2 separate regions of the Anas platyrhynchos genome follow, and region 1 is linked to region 2. The links are chromatin contacts, called in public Hi-C maps. All regions are on one chromosome and are shown on one strand. The core of a region is the stretch at or near the end of the contact, and the rest is flanking DNA. Distances in the headings are between cores, read along the strand shown.

Region 1 (5,037 bases), core at 2,079-4,578, 43 kb before region 2:
CAGCAGCACAGTTTAAGTGGAGCTGTTTGCTGATGCTGCTGACTAGATGAACTGGTTGACCGGCTAAATACTAGTGGTGCAGCAGCTTGAAAAGCTGCTCTGAAGAAGTGGGTGGGTCCCAGACACCTCCCCGCTTGCTTTTGTGTCGTGCTCTCAAGCCTGGTTTCCGTCTTGTGGACACGCTTTGCTTCCTGCTCTTCTGCTTGTTTGGCAGATGCCAGCCAGCTGGTTGTGGTAGGCATTCGCAAGTGAATAGAGACCTCTGTCAGACAAACAAAGCCTGCAGTTTTCTGCCCAGACCTAAAACCTTGCAGAAGGCACGAGACATCCAGTCACGATCCTGTCACTAGTCTGTCAGTCTGAAAGAAAACCACGAGGAGACGAGTGATGGTGGCACCCCAGGGCACAGCACACTGGATGCTCTGCAGTTAGACCTGTGGTGGTGTGGCCTGGGGGAAGGTTGGTGGTTTTCAGATGTGGGATGCTTAAGGCAACAGATCTGAGCCCTCTCTTGGAAGCTGTTCTTCCTAAGTCCTTCAGCAGTTTTTAATGTTTTCAGTTCAGAGTTTGGAATAGGCAGCACAGGGCTACAAGGCTCCTGTCACTCTTCCATGAGGGCCTTCACCCATGCAGGCCTGCAGAGACCTGCTGCGGCTTCCCGCAACCACGGAGGTGGCATGACGGCTGTTCTTGCTTCTCGACATACCCCAGCAAAACCCTGGCTGCTTGTTCTCCTACGTAACCAGCAGCACCAGTGGGGCATGGAGGTGGCCAGGAGGAGCAGCTGCTGAGGAACAACCAGCTGTTCCCCCGGCCCCACTACACACAGGAGATGCTGTTGAGGAAGGTGGGGGGCAGGCAGAGAGGGATGCCTCAGAGAATGAGCTGGGCCACTGCACTCGCTGTTCCCCAAACCCATCTGCCCCTGCTTGTCAAGGGCGACGTCTGCACGGCGGTGGGAGGCTTTGAGGCACGTAGGCTGTAATCCAGCTGGCTCGGGTGCCGACCAGCTGGGAATCGCTGCCCCAGCCTTTAACCACCTGAGCGAGTCCCCGTGCTGCCACGTGAGTCTGGAAAGCTCACCCTGAATAAGGCAGAGCTGCAGCCTTTTTGTCCTTGTTACCCCTGTTTGCAAGTGTAAAGGCAGTGGGGTTGGGACTGGGTGTCCTGTCTTAGCCAGGTTGTAGGGCAGCAGGTGTATGCATAGCCCCCTTCACTCCACTCTGCTTATGGTCCTTCAGGTTGCTCAGGCCACCTCCGAGGTCAGCTCAAGGTCCTGGTCTCTGATGGGTTACATCCTTGACTTGCAAGAATAGCAGCGCTCCTCTGTACCAGGAGAATCCCCAAAGCGTATTTCCAGTTCTGCTCCTCTTCCAGAAAGCCCTACAACAACAGGAATGTCGTACAAGGAGAGGACTTAAACTGGACTATGGGATTTAACAGCACGTGGACCCCCTCTGCCAACTGAAAGTTTGTGTAAATACCTTTCGAAGTAATGAGTTTTTCCCAACAAGTGGGGAGGGGATGTTTAGAGGAATGGCAGGTCTGCTATGCCAGGACTTCCAGTGAGAAATGTGCCTAGTACCGTCCACTAAAGGTAGACCAAGTATTTGGAAGGCTCAAGTTGAGGAAGCTCTTCAGGATAGCTGGATTTGCTTCATGTTTTAATGTGTGGAAGTAAATTATGCCAAGAAGCAGCTTCTGTGGCTGTGGCAGAGAGAAGACCAGGAGGCCCCATGACATCTGTTCAGGAAACCTCAATGCAAGTCTGATGGACCAGAGAGATGTCCATACAATATAAGGAAATGTACCGTCAAAAACTGCAGGAGGATCTCTGTGCTGTGTCCTCTGGAGGTGTAAGAACAGCACAGACAATGACATGCAAGCTGGTGGATGAAGTGCCACCCACCCAATCACCATTTATGGTATATTCAACCCGAAAGCCCAAGAGCCACCCCTTTTTTGAGGAGAGGTTTGATGAGATGCTAAGGAAGCAGGGGAGAAATGAGTTCACTTAGAGTTACTCTCCTACAGTCTTTTCCCTGGTACTTCTCAGAGCATTTTCCAAGGGATGCAGTTATTGTTATTCCAGCTTTACCAATGGGGAAACTGAGGCACGGAACAGTACAGTGACTTATCTGTGGTCAGTGCAAAGCCTGGAGAAGGACCTTCATCTTTTGGGCCCCAGCCAGGTGCTCGCTACATGTTAAGTTATAAGTGGTATAAAAATAGCTGATCTGATATCTTAATTTATGAAGACTAATTTGCGAAGGGAGGCAGGTAGAGGGGGAAAATTGGTAAGCTCTGCTGCTGCTGCTTTTCCTTGCTAGTCCTCCTGTCAGTTCCCTTTTACCATTTTACATATGGTCACTTGATACCAGCAGCTGCTTTGGGACATCTCTGTCTGTCACATCCTTCTTTTTATTGCAGTGTCCAAAAGCTTCAGAGTGTCTTAAAGAAAAAAAAAAAAAAAAAAAAAAAAAAGCATTAAAAAAAACACATACACCGTAGTAGCTGAGTTTCCTCCCAGGCTTGGTTCTAAACATGTCACTTTAATGATGTCTAAACTACGCAGTGCTTGATGAGCAAAACATTACTATCTTCTAGCCACATTTGTTTTCCCTGTCTCCCAGAGCACTATAGTCACCCGGGGAGAACTGCGTGTTCTACTTTGCTGCTGTAAAGCTATTATGGGTATGAAAAGTTCCCATTAATCTGCTCCACACATGGATGTTTCTGGATAAAGTTCAGTAGCCAGATCCCTCTTTCTTTGTGTGCATCAAACGAAGCAGAAAAACGCCTCCAATTTAAAGACACCAAATGAATAACCAAATAGATGAGATTAATTTTTGTTTAATCCACGTGGGCAGCAAAGCCAATGGCCAGTGTTTGTATGCGGACTTCTCCTGGGAGTTCATTACCAGCTGAGCCTGTAATAAGTTAATGCAGAGATTCCATGGAAATAGGGGGTTAATTATATGCAGAGGATGTTGGCCAATGTACAGCTCTGAACAACAAAAATAGCCCAAAGTCTTGTGCTTTGGATGTGGAATCAATTAACGAGGTCCACGGCATGTACCAGAATTTGTTAAGATAGTTGTTGTACTATAAGGATGCTTTATTATTATTTTTCTCTAAAAAGCTAAGAAAATAAGTGGATAATAGAAGACCAAGGACAGAAAGACATGAGACTGGTAATAAAACACTGGACTTTGGACTGGGGCCAGAGCAAGCTTTTCAATGGGCTTGAAGTTTGGACTGCAGCGGAGTTTGAACAGGCTTTCACTAACTTTCCGAAAGGCTGCAAGTACTAGACAGGGAGAAGAGGTTGCTGTTAGTTTACCAGCTCCCTGCTCTCTGCTGGCAAGAGCGTTACGCTGCTAATATGCTGTAGCCCTTAGACTGACTGATACCAGCATGTGGTACGGCGTGCTGCAGGCTCAGCTCCGAAGCTGAAGCATAAAAATCCTCCTCGATGCTGGCTGGCACAAACTTAATTTTTTTCCCCCTTTCCACATCTGGTCCTAATATAAAATGTGTCTTTCCGCCTTTTTTTTTTTTTTTTTTTTTTCCTTGCCACATCGTTAGGAATGGCTTCTTTAAAAAAAATAGTGTCCCCCCGCTCTGTATTTCTAGGTTTTAGAGTTGTGTGTATGTCTGGTAGTTTAATAACACAGTTTGGGTACTGAATAGGGCGCTGTGTGTTTCTAAAGGGATGTTGTTTCACAGAAAAGACAGAGAAAGAAGTGATTGCTTTTACTTCTCTTCTGTTTTCAGAGTTATGAAATACACTTTCAGTCATTACAAGGTTTCAAGGAGCCCCTTGAACAGGTAGAATACAAATGTAAAATGAAAAGATCCGACCCATTTTCATCCCCTTTAATTTTAATACAAGCCTTGGGCATGCTCCAGACACTTCTGAAGTTTAGCAGCTTCCACTGCATTTGCCTTTTTTTTTCTTTTTATTTTTTTCCTCTTCACAGGCTTTATCCCTAAAGCCATTAGTTTGTTCCTAGAAATTATCTACTTGTTTGTGGTGTTTGCTGTGTTTTGGTTGTTGTTGTTTGTTTTCCTCATAGAATCCACAGGCCAAAGCAAACAGCACTTCAGAAAAATGTTGCAAGACAGCTCAGTTTTGAGCCAAGTGTCCCTGATAACTTCCCAGCACCTTTGCTGAAGCAGTTGGATGGTGTCACCCCTGGTGGGGGCAGGGACTGCTGGGTTTCCATAGAAATCCCAGCCGGTAAGATTTTATTGAACTAATTAGTGTAGTCCTGAGCAACTCTGTGGGCGTTAATTTGTGGGGTTCCCACCAGGTTCTTCATCTGTTTGTACTCAGCCCCCTGTGGAGAGGGTGGGCCTGGACCTTTTAGCGCGTGGACCCCTGGAGGCACCTGGCAAGGTCTGGAGATCTCCGAGGGGCCCACCTGAGGCCAAAAGCACCACTGAAGCCCCCTGCCCGGGCTGGCCAGGGCCAGGGCAGGATTAATGGGGAGGGAGTCATGGTGTTTTACAACAGTGCGAGGAGGCCGGCTGCAGGAGCAGGGACAGGCTGGAGAATTGGACTCGGGGAGCAGAGGCGATGCCCGGGGACCACCCTGACCTCTGGCCTGCCCGCCTGGCTGCTTGCGGTTAAAGTGTCACCAGCCAAGGTAGCCGCGGCCTCTGGCACATGCCTTGCCTCCAAGGGCAGCCGGGGACAAGGTCGGAGCAGCAGGAGGGGAAGATTATTTTCATGGCAGCTTGTTAGGCAGATGGGGAAGAGGACACAGAGGGGGTCAGGCAAGAGAAGGATGCAGTAGCCAAGTGGAGGCAACCCGCCTCAGGCAGGCAGGTCCATGAGGAGACACAGAAGCTATGGGGCTCGTTAGTTAAGGGCCCAGCCTGTCAAAGGAGCCATCACTAATACTTGTGTTTACTTAGATGTTGCATGAGCATGGGCATCTCAGTTCGCCTGCAAGGCCACGTTTGCCTTCAGGCGCTGAGTTACAGGTGCGCTACCAGCGAACTCCTGCATGGCAGCATGCAGCTCCCCCA
Region 2 (5,336 bases), core at 732-3,231:
GTCACTTCCCAAACGCTGATGCTTGTGTGTGACTGTATCCATCCCTGTAAAACCAGGTCAGGTATTTCAGCAGCAGCAGCCCGGATGGCGTGCTGAAACAGAAAGGGATGTGCTTCCCGCGCAGAGCAGGGCATGCCTCCCCTGGGGACACTGCAGATGGTCCTCCAAAATGGCAGGGACCAGTTAGCCGGGGATTTTGTCCCACACATTTTGAGGAGGTGAGCGAAAACACCTTGCCAGGGGCAGAGGCTCAGCCAGCTCTGTTCCCACCACCCCTAATTTCCAGCACCAGGAAGAGTTCAGCCATGAGGGTCTGGGAGGTCCTGTGCCAGCCCGTCACTCAGGCTCTTCTTGCGCTGCCAGATGTGGCCTCTGATGCAGCAGGTGGAAAAGGGCAGGAGTGATGCTCTCAAGAAATAAGGCTGCCGTCTCACCACAACAGCCAGACACACGACTGCCTCAAAAAGTGCAAAGCACATTGTCTCCAAAGGTTTGTAAAATGATGCCCCTGCTCCCTGCCACCGGGAGCCCCTGCCGCACAGCCAGACATCTTGCAAAACACCCACCTACATGAACTGCCGGTACATATTTGTGTTTTACTATGAAGATTTCCTGGCGTGAGAAAGGATGTGATTATGTCATCCCGTCACTATGTGCCTGGGTGTCACCGGCCCAGCTGATCGATTGGTACCTTTGATCTGACATCTGGGTGTACGGTTGCAGGCCATCCGGAGGGTGCCTGAATTTCCATCCTTTCCGCTTCATCTGAGAGAGCACAAGAGCTCCGCTAGCAGCGATGCTGGCAGACCAAGGAGAGAAGGAGGTTTCTGGGCAAGTGCTTGTCTGTAATCCTAAACATGTCCCTGTAATCAGAGCCTCTGACTCAGAGCTGGGGGGATGCGAAGGGTCGACGTGGCCCACTCATCCACCGCAGTGAGTCACTACGCCCCAAAGAGAAAAGGATCCTTCAAGCCTCACCCTGATCCCTGTGAGCGATGGCAACGGGACATGTTGCACAAAGTACACTAAATCACAGGCAATTCTGTTGTGCAATGCATTACAATACCCAGTCCCTATAGCGCCTCACTTAACAGATGGCAGGAGCTGAGTCTTATTAAACAGGGTTTTCTGAATCACCCACACAGACAACAGAGGCAGACAGAAGAATAAAGTAATGCCCAGCTTGGAGTGCCTTCTTGATCTCTGCGGGTTTGCACTTCTCTGTTCACGCTGTGCCCGTCTTGATACAGCGTTTTAAAATAAATTGGCTGAATTAGTTGGTAGCAAGTACGTGGTCCTCCCTGCTGCTGCCAGGGGACCACCAGGCACCCGGCTCCCAGCTCTCAAACCAGCCCAGTGGTGAGCACCTCTGCGAGCAGAAAACCTGAAACCAGGAACGTGCTGACGCCACCGATGTGCCCCATTTTCCCTGGAATTAAAAGTCAGGTGAATAAACTGAATAAAACCTACGTTTGTGTAGGGGCTTAGGAAGTGGAAAATTGGCCACACGCATCTGTGAGTAGCTGGAGAGGAGACGGCAGCATGTAGGGCTGGGGGAGGCAGGAGGACGGGCAAAGCAGATCTGCTCTGGCAACTCTGGGAGCTCAACGATTGCCAGCCAGGCAAGCTTATCAGTTTTCTTTGCATGAAAACTTGAGCCAGCTTGGCCCCAGCTAGGGGTGGGACAGCCTTAGATGACGTGGCACCTGAATTTTGTCCAAGGAGGACAAAGAGTCAATTAACCTGGGTGCTTTGCATCCTCCTCCGCAAACCTGAAGAGACTGGGGCTCTTTTGTGCAATTTTTGGTAATTCTGCTTGGGGGGCCACACAGAAAACGGCACAAGTTAGCTCTCCAAGCCCGGCTCCCCACGTGCAAGGCTGCGTCTGGGCTGAGACGCTGGCGTGGCACAGGGGCAGGAGTAGGTAGGCGCAAGCCGCAGCCACCTGTGGTCTCGCTGTGAGCACAAGTGAGCTTTCCAGCCTTTGCCGCATCTGGCTCGGATCCAGCTGCAAATGATCCGGGGATGCCCTTTGCAGCTGCGGACTGACACCGTGTCGGGCTGGGGAAGCTGGAAATCGCTGGGGGAGGGAAGGGGAGAGGAGGCACTACTAGCACAGTTGGGCTTAGAAGTGCAGGGAGGATCAGGCTGCTGCAAGCACTGGGGCCACCCGCCCTGCTGCAGGGAGCGTTCCCAGAGGCGCCTCCGGCTGCGTGCACAGCGAGCAAAAAAAGCCGCAGCAGCAGCGTCAAGCTGCAGACGTGCAGAAGGGCTCACGCCAAGGCTGTGCAGTCACAGGTGATCTTTTGGTCTGTACATTTTCCAGCAGAGCTGGCAGCCGCGTGTGCGGTGTGCATGCTTCGTTGGCTGTCCAAAGAAGGAACAGGGCGGGCGCTTATCCAGTCCAGGCGGTTTCGAGGAGCGAAGGCAGGAAGGAAAATTACCAACTTTGACACACGTTGCTCCCTGCAGGTCTCTCCTATTATAGCCTGGCAGGATGTCAAGGTGCACAGACACGACCCAGAGCCTAACACCCGGTGGCTGCTTCACCTCCTGTCCCACCCCTTTCACACAGGCAGGAGTGGCAAACGCGCTTCTGGCATACCAGGAAATCCTGGTTCTTGCTGTTATCAAGCAGGGAGGGTGGCGTTAGACAGCCTCGAGCTGCCACCAGCAGGACCTGCAGGAGGGAGGGAGGAAGGGAGGAAAGGAGGGAGGAGGAAAGAGTTCCCTTGGAAAAGAGTGCTGCAGCGCCGGGCAGTGGTTTGGACATGCTGGAGTGAAACTTGGCATCCGGGAACGGAGGGAATGTGTTTGCCCCGTAGACGTGGCACTTGAACGAGAGATCAAACGGCATGGCCGTGGAAATCTTGAGCCATCTTAAGAGGCAGCTAGTTAGCACGGGGGATGTGTCTGCAGTCCTGGATGCAGGTTTCACTGTGTTGGCTGCCCGTCACTTTCTAATAACTATTATTTATATGACCCTGTAGCTCTTTGCTCTGGCCAGCACACGAGAAGCCAGTCGTGCACACGCAGTCCTACCCAGGATTGGGACGCCCTCGTGCCAAGAAGAAATGAGGACCCGGGGCTCACAAGCCTTATTCTCGGGAATATTTATCTGCTCTAGTGTGCCAGGGAGAATTCAGTGTGGCATAGCAGCCACCCAGAGTAGTGGGAAATATTTGTTCCTGGTAAAAATCTTCTTGCAATATGTCTTAATTCACAGCATATAGTCCGTCTTGAAGCAGATGAGGGTGTCTTTCCACACTGCCACTCATTAAGAACCGAGTCTTGAAGCGAGCACTTTTGTGCTGGGAGAGAAATACACACATGCATTAAAGAACATTAGGTGTATATTGGATCAACATTCTTCCTCTTCACAAGTTCCTGCCAAGGGCTCGACTTCTAAACAAAATATGCTAAGCTTTCCTCCTCGCAAATTCTTTCTTCTGGGGCAAGTTCCCCTTTGCTCACTCCCATGCTGAGCTTTCAGTCGTTGTTTTTGCAGTCTGCCAGCACAACCTTGAGAGAAGGGACTTTGGCTGAGAGCTGAGCACACGGTACCAGCTGTACTGATTTCTACCTCCTGGTATGCAGCAGTGGACTTTTGCACTGTGCCTTCTTCACCTCCCCTTGTTAGGCTGAAACCTCTTGCCAAAGTTTCGGCTCTTCTGCTCAGCTAAATTGGCCCAGCTGCCAGAAGCAGCAGGTTTAGGCTCCTGCAGCCCTGCTGCCAGGGTGGGAGCTGCTGGCCGGACGCAGGCGGCCACGTGGGCTGAGGGACCGAAGGCACGGGAGGAATGCTGCTCTCCCAACAAACTTTGGGGGTGAGCGGGGGGAGCTGGAATGCAAGAGCAGACCGGAGAAGAGGAAGAAGCAAGAGGGAAAGGGAAATACCCTGTGATGGATGGGGAGGAGAGCAGAAGGGCAGTGTAAAATCACCCAGGCGATGGGCAGGGTTTGAAGAATAAGGACAATAAAAGACGAGGGAGTGTTACAAGTGCCTAACCCTCTGGGGACCTGGTGACAAACTGAACTCTTTTCCCAGCATGTCTGATGGGAATTGTGTTTTGAAAAGAAGTAAAAAGGATATTTTAGTGACTGTCTTTATCATTGTGAAATAGTCAGGATCTTACACTATGCTTGCATTGCTCTGGATATTAAAAACAAAAGCACCACACTTGGTGTTTTGTCACATGCTTTGCTACCCTGTCCTTTTCTCCTTTCTGTACCTCTGGCAAGGAGAGAAGAAAAGCACAGCACTCCCCTCCTCCTTAGCAGGGCTTTACACTGACCCCATCACCTGCGTAGTGAAGTGCTGTTACCTGGCAATTCTTTTGCTCTTCAGCCTCAAACAAAGGTCCGTATGAAACACAGGCTCTTTGTGTGAATAGAGGGAAATAAGGTGAAGAAATCATGTAATGCCAGAAGAACAGCATGCCTGGAGCAAATGCTTGGAAGGGTGATGTGGGAAGGGAATGGTCCAGCCTCTTCAACAAACATTCGCAGGGCACTGGGACATGATCCGGAAAGTCCTCATTGTCCTCATGTCACTGAGCTGTAAGGTTTCCATCCCGTCATGTGGCCTGCAGATACTAGTGACTTCTGACTCCTTTCACCTGCTTCCCCTCTGCATGCCTTGGAAGAGGGTACAAAACTGTATTTCCACCCTGTCTCCTCTCTTGCTGTTGTTTTTCCTTCCAAAATGTACCTAGCACACCAATTTTCTCTGGTAGCGCGGTGTCGAAGTTTTATTTGTTACCCCAGGGGCCTTGTAAGAATTAGGGTCAGCCTGACACAAGAGGAATACTGTACAGAGGTATTTACAGCTGTGTGCTACTCTTGTGTTGAGACCAGCAGTAATTAGGATCCAGGCCAGTGCCTTCAGTGAATAATGGTCTTGGTTACTTGGAAATATCAGATGGCTTCATCTTTATGCAGTTGCTACGAGGAGAAAAAGTTAAGTAAACAAAGAAAAAGAATAAGAGGAGGGAGTGGTGTTGGCATACTCAAGAAGGGCAGTCAAAATGAGAGCAAGAAAATGGAAAACAATGCCCTGGGTCTTCTCTTGCAGCCCGGAAATTTTCTTCATGCATCCCGATGGTCAAAATCCTTCTCTGTGAACCCTCGTGGTTCCTGTCCCTCAGGGACCTTCCTTGGAGGCCAGTTTCATTATTCAGGTGCCCCAGTGTTTCTAAAATTTGTTTCTGATGCCTGACCTGAGGTCTTCATTGCCATGCAGCCCTGGAACACCACATCCCTCACGTCCCATGGCCTCCTCAGCAGCTGGCGGTACTCGACACCACATACCTGGGGGACGGCACATGGTGCTTCTT

What was found. Hi-C and Micro-C count contacts between places; a contact is called where the count stands out from the background.
Region 1: a Hi-C map of liver shows a contact between it and region 2, with 2.2 times the contacts expected there. The contact joins two enhancer-like sites. A contact is called at or near these places in 2 of 8 Hi-C or Micro-C datasets (liver and skeletal muscle).

The regions. Positions count from the first base shown.
Region 1 is chr2:89,841,517-89,846,553 of IASCAAS_PekinDuck_T2T, reverse strand. The region is part of intron 4 of LOC106019881 (a long non-coding RNA gene); the gene reads left to right. Among named protein-coding and RNA genes, the nearest start is that of RREB1, 44 kb to the left of the region's middle. Within about 2 kb of position 3,328, at least 3 of the 8 cell types and tissues checked have an H3K27ac peak or open chromatin away from gene starts, as enhancers often do.
Region 2 is chr2:89,797,271-89,802,606 of IASCAAS_PekinDuck_T2T, reverse strand. No RefSeq gene overlaps it. Among named protein-coding and RNA genes, the nearest start is that of LY86, 57 kb to the right of the region's middle. Within about 2 kb of position 1,981, at least 6 of the 8 cell types and tissues checked have an H3K27ac peak or open chromatin away from gene starts, as enhancers often do.